Linked DNA regions of Gossypium hirsutum: region 1 is linked to region 2. Evidence: chromatin contacts called from public Hi-C data. All regions are on one chromosome and are shown on one strand. The core of a region is the stretch at or near the end of the contact, and the rest is flanking DNA. Distances in the headings are between cores, read along the strand shown.

Region 1 (5,420 bases), core at 2,457-4,956, 75 kb after region 2:
GTGGATTCAGATTCATGATTTGCCACCTAGATTTTTCGGAGATTCCATGGCATGCAGTTTGGAAATTTTATTGCTAGTTTTTTGGAATATGATTCAAAACAATTGTCTTCTGGTAATATGAATTATATGCGCATTAGAGTTTGAATTGATGTTCGAATTCCTTTGAAGAGACGAAAGAAAGCCATGATTTCTACAACAAAGTCCACTTACGTTAAGTTCAAGTATGAAAAATTAACGTTATTTTGTTTTTTATGTGGATGTCTTGGGCATGAGGATAGTTTCTGCCCGAAGAGGCTTCAACCTGGAACGCATGAATTGGTGATGGGTTGGGATTTGTCGTGATGGGCGCAAGGGAGGAGAGCCTCCATTGTCAACAACATCTGGCTGAGGGGGAATGGAGATAACAGTATTTATGAAAAGTCCAATTTGGGGCATCAATCAAGGCTACATTCTAGTCCTAATCAAGGGAGTGAATCTTGTGGTAATTTTAATCCTATTTTGGGAATAAATTTGGAAGGTTCCAGATCTCAAGCTGTTTTAAATGCTGTCTAGCTTGGAAATAATCTGAATATTAATGGTGCCAAGGATTTGAGTAAAGGAAAAAGTCATACGGAGTGTAGTTCACAGGATTGTGATTTTCAAAAATTAAACTCACATGAGATGGGCCAGCTGTATGGAGTGGGGATGGAAAATATGGACTGTGTGAATTAGAAGAAGAACCTTTTCTCCATTAAGATGGAAAAAAAGATAAAGATTTAATACTTTGGCATCCAATGTTTCTACAGGACAAGATTCATTGGAGACTACAGATGGTGTCCAGCTCATTTGAAACAGATATCGGGGGCTTCCAGGGGGCAAGCCGGCCAGCAGCAATGAAAATTTTGTGCTGAAATGTTCGTGGATTGGGGAGTCCACGAGCAGTTCGTCAGCTTCAGTACATGCTAAAGTTTTATCATCCCAAATTGTCTTCTTTATGGAAACAAAATTGAGCTTAACAAAAATGGAAGTTGTTAGAAGAAGATGTGGATTTTTTAATGGCATTGATTTCCTTCCGATGGATCCAGAGGTGGTTTAAGCATTGGGTGGAATGAGAGCAATTTAGTTGATTTGAGGAGTTTTTCAAGGCACCACATTGATGTTGAAATTCAAGAAGAAAAAGATGATTCTCGGTGGTGTTTTACCGGGTTTTATGGGGCACCAAATGTAAGAAATAAACATGAGGCTTAGGATTTACTTCGAAGTTTATGAAGAAATAATTCACTTCCATGGTTAGTTGGGGGCGACTTCAACGAAATTCTTTTTGCCCATGAAAAACAGGGAGGGCTGCTCAGAGAAGAGGATTTTTGTAATACATTGGATGATTGCTTGCTGGTGGATATTGGGTTTGACGGGACATGGTTCACATGGGAAAGGGGTAGAATAATGGAACGCAATATTAGAGAAAGATTAGACCGGGGTGTAGCTATAGATTCGTGGCTTCAACAGTTTTCAACTTAATTTTTGAGACATCTGCCACACTCTTTCTCCAAAGACGAAGACTGATGTGGTGAGCAGAAGAACGAGAAGATTTTGTTTTGAATCTTGGAGGACATTAGAGGATTCTTGTGAAGAGGTGATAAGAAAGCTATGGAAGGATAGTTCTGGATCTTTCTTAATTCGCATGGATTATCTTGCAGATGGTTTGAAAGGTTGGGCGAAAAAGATCAAGCATAAATGAGGGTATGATGTGAAACGTCTAAACAGGAGGCTGGAAGAGTTGAATTGTGGCGAGAGATCGGAGGAGAATTTGGGTGAGATTGTTGGGATCAAACTCCAGCTGAATATGGAGATGGATAAAGAGGAGATGTATTGGGAGCAACGGGCTCGAGCTAATTGGTTGAAAATGGGTGATAAGAATACTGCATTCTTCCATAAATATGCGTCTCAGAGAAGCCGTGTTAATCGGATTTGTGGTCTTCAAAGACTTGACGGCTCGATTGCTATGGATGGTAGGGAGGTGGAGTCCATTGTTAGAGGGTACTTTTCTGACCTTTTTATGTCGAGAGGAATTGGGAATTTGAACCATATACTTTCCGGGGTTCATTCGTGTATTTTGGAAAGAATGAATCGAATGTTGCTGGACATTTACTCAGAGGGCAAAATTATTGAGTCGCTGAAAGGAATGGGGCCTACAAAAGCTTCAGGTGCTGACGGTTTCCCTGTTATTTTCTATCAGAAGTACTGGCACATCATTGGTAAGGATACTAGTGATTTTTGTTTAGGAATTTTGAATAATGGGAGTTCTTTGGAAGAGATTAATAAGACTCAACTGGTGCTGATTCCTAAAACTACTAATCCTACCAATTTGAAAAATTACCGTCCCATTAGCCTGTGTACTGTTATTTATAAGATTATTGCCAAGACAGTGGCTAATCGTTTCCAAAAGGTTTTGGAAGAGTGCATTGATGGTGTACTGTTATTTATAAGATTATTGCCAAGACAGTGGCTAATCGTTTCCAAAAGGTTTTGGAAGAGTGCATTGATGGCGCCTAAAGTGCGTTCGTTCTCGGTAGGCTTATTTCTGATAATGTTTTACTCGCATATGAAGTTCTTCATTCTCTTAGAAATAAAAGATATGGAAGAAAAGGTTTCATGGCTCTAAAATTAGACATGAGCAAGGCCTATGATAGAGTTGAGTGGCCTTTTATAAGAGAGATGATGAGTAAATTAGGCTTTGATGAAAGGTTCATCAATATTATCCTTCAATGTATCAGTTCTGTCTAGTACACGATTTTAATTAATGGGGAGGAAGGATCAAGTTTCAGGTCTTCTAGGGGCCTGGGCCAAGGGGATCCTTTAAGTCCCTATTTGTTTCTATTTTGTGGAGAAGGGCTTTTTACATTAATGAGACTGGCTAGTCAGGAAAAAAATTTCTGTTGCCAAGGTTTGCAGATCAGCTCCACCGATCACGCACCTCATGTTTGCAGATGACTGCATTTTGTTTGGAGAGGTCTCAATTAGGGGGATCTGTGTGATGAAGGATATTCTCGAAGAATACAAAGCTTGTTCGGGGCAGTGTGTTAACTTTGAAAAATCAACAGTGTTCTTTAGCTCTAATGTGGCAGATCAGGATAAGGATATGGTGTTTCAGATTCTTAATGTTAGAAGCTCGAAAAATCCAGTGAAGTACATTGGTCCTCCTAACATGGTGGGTCGAAAGAAGAAAATCGCCTTTCAAAATTTGAAAAATCGCTTGAAGCAACAGATTAATAGTTTTAGTTTAAGGCACATTTCTCAGAGAGATCCAGAGAGTTTTATAAAGGCTGTTTTGCAATCACTTCCCACCTATACAATGGCTTGCTTCCTTTTGCCAAAATCGTTATGTTTGGAATTGGAAAATATTATGGGGGCTTTTTGTAGAGGAAAAATCAAGGAAAGCGTGGGATGCATTGGTACGATTGTAAGTCCATGTGCGCGCTTAAGGAAAATAGGGGCATGGGTTTCCGCAATCTAAATCATTTTAATATCGCTTTATTGGCAAAACAGGGTTGGCGTTTGTTACGTAATCTTAATTCGTTACTAGTGCGTACTTTTAAAGCTAAATATTATAATGAGTCGAACTTTTTAAACTCCAGTTTGGGAAATCTACCTTCCTTTACCTAGCGAAGTATCTGGGCTACTAATGGGCTTTTGTTGAAAGGACTGGGTTGGAGGATTAGAAATGGAAACAAGTCTCTATTTGGGAAGATGCATGGATTCCTGGCAATGATGATTTTAAAGTACAAAACACAGAGGTTAATTTAAGCGTTCAACAAGTTGTTGATCTGATTGATGCTAATGCTAGAAAATAGAACTCAGAGTTGATTTTTAATACATTTTCGGAGCAGGACGCAGAAAGGATTCTTTGTATTCCCTTGTCTTTGCAGGAGCTCGATGATGTTGTCATTTGGCGTGGAGAGCCGACTGGTGAATATTCGTTACGAAGTGGGCATAAACTCCTTTTACATGATAATCTTAATAATTTACAGGCTAGTTACAAACAATTTTACAAAAAATTGTGGACTCTTGACCTACCCTTTAAAATAAAGATTACAGTTGGCGAATTTCTCGTAACTATCTACCTACTTTTAGTAATCTTCAATATCAACGAATGAGGGGCTCCGCGACTTGCAGTCGGTGCCAGGATGGAGTGGAAATAAGGGAACATGTGTTCCACAAGTGCTCTGTTGCAAAGGAAACATGGGAATACTTGAATATAAAGTGGATCCTTTCTGAAGAAAGCACTGATTTCAGAGAATGGTTTAAATGTATTTTTGAGTCTAGATCTAAAGCTATTTGCAGAATATTTGCATGCACTTTATGGGCACGTTGGACTTCCAGAAACAGATTTATCCATGATGGTGAGATTAAGACGGGTGCTCAAATTGCAATTTTTGTTGAAAATCATATTAAGGAACTTGATGGGTTGAAACAGAATGTACCTGTTGAACGTTTCTATGTGGCTAGTTGGGTTGCTTCGGAAGGAACAGGGATCAAGATTAACTTCAATGCTGCTTTTAACAATCGCAGGAAGGAATCGTGTTCAGGGTTAGTTATCCGTAATGCTAAAATAGAGGTTATTTGCTAAAAAATAGTTATGAACTCAAACATACCGTCTGTCTTCGCTGCTGAAGTGGTGGCGTGCTTTCAAGCGCTACAACTGGGTTTACAACCGGATATGAGGGAGGTGGAGATCGAGGGTGATTCTTGAACGGTGATTCGAAAGCTTCAAGAAGAAAATGAGGATAGATCTGAGATTGCTGCACTCATAAACGGTTCTAAAAGTATTAGCTTAGGATTTCAGACCTGCGTCTTCCTCTTTACAAACAGAGAAGCAAATACGGTTGCTCATATCACTTTAACTGAAGGATTGGTAAGAAGAGAGTCAACTTATCTAGAGAACATGGTTGCTTTTGGAGCGGTGGGAGTGGTGGCTGAAGATCGACAGAGGACTGAGAGTATGAGAGAGCTGAGGGGACGGAGAGTAGGGGAAGAGGAAAACATTTTTTGAATCTGTTGTGTGGAAGAGTTTTCAAGAACGTGGAGTTTCAAGAAGCCTTTGAGGGTTGAAATGGTCAGATATTAATTTGATTGCTGATAATTATTGTTTTGACGATTGTTGTTTTCAAGGGGGTTTATGGGGTGGTTTCTAGCTGGAGCAAGAATGCTCTAGAGTATCCCTCTTTGTCGTTTTGCTGGTTTGTGGAATTGGGCTACTTTTGTTTTTCTTTGTGTTTGGGCTTGTCTTTGGGTTATTTTGTTTTATTAATTTTTGTTATTTTGACTTTGGGGGTATTTTGTTTTGTTCTGTGTTGGGTTGTTTTTGGTTTTTTGTTTTTCCGTTTCTTGTGTTGGACTTAGTCTATTGTTGGCTTGAATTTGTTTTGGCCCTGTTTCAATAT
Region 2 (4,960 bases), core at 1,296-3,795:
TTTATTTTTATTATTTCAAGTGTTTTGTTTTTGAATTCAAAATATTATAACTTTTAACATCTCAATTTATTGAGCTATCTCATTATTCACATTCTTATTTTAGTCTTTTTTGTTAATTTAATCATTAACATTAAAGAAATTAATCAAATTGGTCATTGTTAAATTTTTTTATTTTTTTTCTTTTTTCCGGTAATTTTTTGTTTGTCCTCTCTTTTTTTTCTCCTTTCTAATCTAAGAATTTTAATCATTGACATCCCTTAAAGATGTCATGGTTACTTCCGTCAAATCATCACTAATAAGCGTCAAATCATCATTGATAAGCTTAAAAGTAATGGGATAAGGATATCAAAGTAGGAAAATTTTGAAGCATTGAGATCAACCTCATAACTTTTTAGGGTGTTTTTTTTTTTAGAAATTTAATCTTGTAAATTTGAAAGGAGGCTTTTGGCTTTATTTTGGTGAATTTGGTTTGATAGTTTTGATGTCGAAGGAGACATTGGACAATTAGAACGTGGATAGTGAGAATTAGCGATTGTGGGTAAAGAGAAGGAAACAAGGAAAATAAAGAGAAAAAAGAAGCATCTCTCATCATTGTTCATTGATAGGACAACTCTCGTCAGTGATGGTTTGATGGAGGAAGCAACATCATCTTTTAGGGAGTGAAGATTAGGATTTTTAAGTTAAAAGGGAGATGATATAAAAATAATAAATAAATTTTTTTTTTAAAAAAGAAAAGAAAATGAGAGCATTCTGTTAATTTTAACGGAAAAATGAACAATTTAATTAATTTCTTTATCAACAGTGATCAAATTAGGGTGACTAAAATAAAAATAGTCACCTCAAAGGAACAAACGGGTAATTTATTCTTAATTATTTTAATCAAAATATTCTATTGTTATAACAATTTTTTTTAAAAGGGTACCATTGTTTTTTTACCCACACGTGTATCATAATTTAATATAATTTAATATGTTATATGAAATTAATTATATTTAAGAAATTCAATCTAAGCATTTTTTTAAAATGATTATTTTAAATGTATAGTCAAAACTTACCTGATAATGAGAGATATCTAAGGATCAAAAATAATAATAATAATAATAATAATAATAATAATATTACTTGCGAATCTGACAAACCAAATTTTGGAATACCTTTACTTTATTAATTAACTCATTAAAAAATAAAAGCACAACCATGTGCACAATGTATTAATAATCATGATAAATATAATCAATGAAACTTAATATGAATTTAAAATAATCTTATAAAAGTACTTAAACTACCTAAAATTTCAGGGTTTTTTTAATCAAAGTAAATATTTAAAATTTTATTCTCTTTATCATTTTCAATACCAATAGTTGACTCTGATTAAAAAGAATATTCAAACCAATTCAATTATGACACTTATCATTTTTTAATTAAATACGTAAAAATTAAAAATAAAAATTTCATATCCCTCTTTCTTTCCCCTTCATCAAAAACCTCATAAAACCTAACCTATCATGGCTTCAAAATGGATAAAATGAGGGTTGTCTTTTTTCTTTCTATTTTGAGTTTTTAGTATTGGAAATGGAGGTTTTTCTTGGTAGAGAAGATGAAGATGAAAGGAGAGAGATTTAGAGATGGTATTTTTTAAATTTATTTTTATTGAATTTTAATTTTAAATATTTTTATTTAATTAAAAATTACACTTGTCATAATTTGATTGTGTGGAGTTTTTTTCAACGAGTGTTAACTGTTGTTACTTAAAATGATAACAAAATAAAATTTTAGGTACTTCCTTTGACAAAAAAAAAAAAATCTTCAACTACCTAAATAAAAAAGAATCTTTCATATTATGAATCGAGCGACAAAATTTCAAAACATAAAGAACTTAATATTAAATAGCAAGTTGAAATAAGTTTAAAGTGTCTAAAAATTAATGGAGTATTAAAGTAGTAATTTTTCAAAGAAAAAATTTATAAGTCGATACCACCAAAAAGAGATGAAAGAAGGTAAAATTATAATATTCACTTCATATATTTATTTAGTTTATAATATATGTTATACTGAATTTGTTTTTTGAACTCTCCCTAGTTCGTTTTCCCCTATTATTGTATATTAAGAAAGCTTCATTTTATAATTATAGAATTTACTTTTCGCCGTTTTTTTTAATTGGTATTATAATAATAATTTTATACAAATATTTAATTTATTATTATTGTTTAAGTAATTTGTAACTTCAAAGTAATGATGGATTGAAGAAGATTAAGATACAAGATAAAGAAATCAAGTAAGAATTTCTTTAAGGGCTTCAACTAAGGGTAAGATATTTTATATTGTTGATACGGGTTTAAACTCATTTAAATTTTAAAAATTTTATTTTCAACTTTTTATTTTACAATAATTTCTATTTTTTAATTTTCACATATTTACAATTTTTTATTAATAAAAAAACCAAAATCATTCTTTATTCAAATTAATTAAGTAATATGATTGTGAATTGGGCGACAACTTCGTAATAGATGTCGTCATGCGTCTTTCTCTGACTATGGTCTCTCATTTTGGACAAACATTATTGGTCCCTAACTCTCCGTTGCCCCCTACACATTCCCTTTCTTCCTTCACGCATACGCTATACTGACATAATAAATCTAAATAGATAATTCACAATTCTACATTTCTTTAAACAAAGATAAAATACCACTTAAATCTGATTTGATTTTTATATGGTGATTAAAAAATAATTTTTTAAATTTATCTTCTTTTTTTAAATAAACTTACAAAATATTTTTTATTAGCACCAAACAAATAACAGATAAATTATTAAAATGATTTTAAGAAGATTTCCTTCACATAATATAAACTTATAAAGTTTATACAAATATATTATAATATTATATTATTTCATCATCATTAACAAATACAAGGGAGGCAAGTGAGAGTCATTATCCCTTAATTTTTTAGAAATTTATATAATACTCTTTTAAGATCAACTTTATTACGTTCAACATCTTTAAAAGTTTAAATTCTGCCCTCATACCCCCTAAAAAAAACCAACCCTTTATAAAATAATTCTTTCAAAAAGTTACAATAAAAATAAATAAATCATCAATTTTTAAATATATATATATATATATAAATTAAAGAAAAAAAACGTTTACCCATAAAACTGAAAAAAGAAGAAGAAGAACAAGAAAAAAATTCAAGGCATTTTTTAAATATTTTGACTTATTTTCTTTAGTTCTTTTACAATTCTATACTTTTATATTATCTATAATACCCAAAAGAAAAAAAAATTCAAATTTTAGAATTTAGGATTTATAATTTTATTAGGGTTTTATTTTATTTTATTTTATTTTATTTTGATATGTTTTAGCTTAATTTTTTATATATGAACTTGTAAAGTATTTCTTAATTATTTTACTAGATATATATAATAACATTTTCTTAATTAAATAATCATTGTTTCAACTAAAGATGAATTATAATATTTAAATAATATATATATGTATACGTCAATTATTGAATGATTATACATGAAAATTAATAGTAAAAAAATGTAGTCAACAATGCTAATATAAATAGTCGTATTTCTGGATTCGCCACTGCTCATCATCCATTAATATAGTTTTTGATCACTTTCTGACGCCATTATTATTTTAATATGATTTGATAATGCCTCTTCGAAAAATCAAGGCTTTAATTCTTAATTCTTTTTTATATAATTCTAGCTTATTAATGTTAAAAATCTCCAACTTTTTACTGATAATTTTTCTTAGATGCTACTTGACTGAATATGCTTAATTATCTAATGTTATTTAAGCTAAACCTATATTTTAATTAATATACAACTCTAAAATTAATTAACTGATAATTAAGATGCTTATAGTTCTATTTAATTAATAATTCTATTTTACATCAATAAACAAAAATTTAAAACAAAAATTAACACAACATTTTTACGTCAAATTTTTTAAATAATAATTATAAATTAAATTATAATTATAATTATCACATTTTTTCTATATTTTATGCTAAGAGTTTTATCCAAGTAATAACTCTATTTTAAAATCAGCACAACTTATTTAACTAATAATTCTAAATTAAATTATAATTAGTTTTAAATTTAATTTCGTAATATGATGAAAAATAAAATATATTCTCATCAAGTTAAAAGGTTTTCCAAATTTGTGCTTTTATATATATATATATATATATATATATTAGATTATAATGTTATATATTTGATATAAATTTTAATAAAAAATAATTGTATATGTAACCCTCCAAACCCCGCCTAGATGTTAAGACTAAATTCGGAATATTACATTGGCCACCAAAATGGCCTAGTAACGATCGAAGTTTATAAAACAGTTGTATAAAACATTTGCTTATTTTTAAAGAAAACTTAGCATGTTATCTTAATTTTACTGAAAGATATAGTTTTCTAAAAAATAATGGAATTTAAAGTTTACTTAGTAAAGGTTGATTTCTAATTACTATGTGTTTTTCAAAACTCATTTACATAACAATGCAACAGGAAAAGTGATATTTAACCTAAGTTTAATGGAAACTAGATTTTTATGCATGATTAATTAATAATCCATATTTCAATAACCTAAATCAAAATAAAATGACATGCATGCGAAGCAAATCCAAAACCTAAGTCCCATGTCATAGTTCAAATAAAATAACAAAGTCTTTGAATAGTAGAGATTGTGAATAATGAATATAAAAAACTTTTATAAAAGAAACAGTCTGTGCCAAGTTCTCCGGATGTCGAGTCTATGTCCTTAATCTGGTGGGTTATCTGTAAAGATAGAAATAAAATGGGGAGTGAGTTTAAGAAGCTCAGTATAAGTTAAATCACAAGAAAAATTGGTACAAAGTAGTAGATAAAGCATGCGAAATAATAGTTCTTTAGAACAATCACATTCGTATAGCAAGTCACAATAATGGTTTTATAGATCAATGC

What was found. A called contact is a pair of places that touch in the nucleus more often than the background predicts.
Region 1: a contact with region 2 is called in a Hi-C map of leaf, with 4 times the contacts expected there. The contact joins two enhancer-like sites. A contact is called at or near these places in 17 of 34 Hi-C or Micro-C datasets (callus, fibers, hypocotyl and 3 more).

What each region holds. Positions count from the first base shown.
Region 1 is chrA12:13,263,890-13,269,309 of Gossypium_hirsutum_v2.1, forward strand. No RefSeq gene overlaps it. Among protein-coding and RNA genes, the nearest start is that of LOC107939796, 18 kb to the left of the region's middle. Within about 2 kb of position 3,707, at least 7 of the 9 cell types and tissues checked have an H3K27ac peak or open chromatin away from gene starts, as enhancers often do. A contact at or near this core is called in leaf, where this site is marked.
Region 2 is chrA12:13,190,121-13,195,080 of Gossypium_hirsutum_v2.1, forward strand. No RefSeq gene overlaps it. Among protein-coding and RNA genes, the nearest start is that of LOC107939802, 4.8 kb to the left of the region's middle. Within about 2 kb of position 2,546, at least 3 of the 9 cell types and tissues checked have an H3K27ac peak or open chromatin away from gene starts, as enhancers often do. A contact at or near this core is called in leaf, where this site is marked.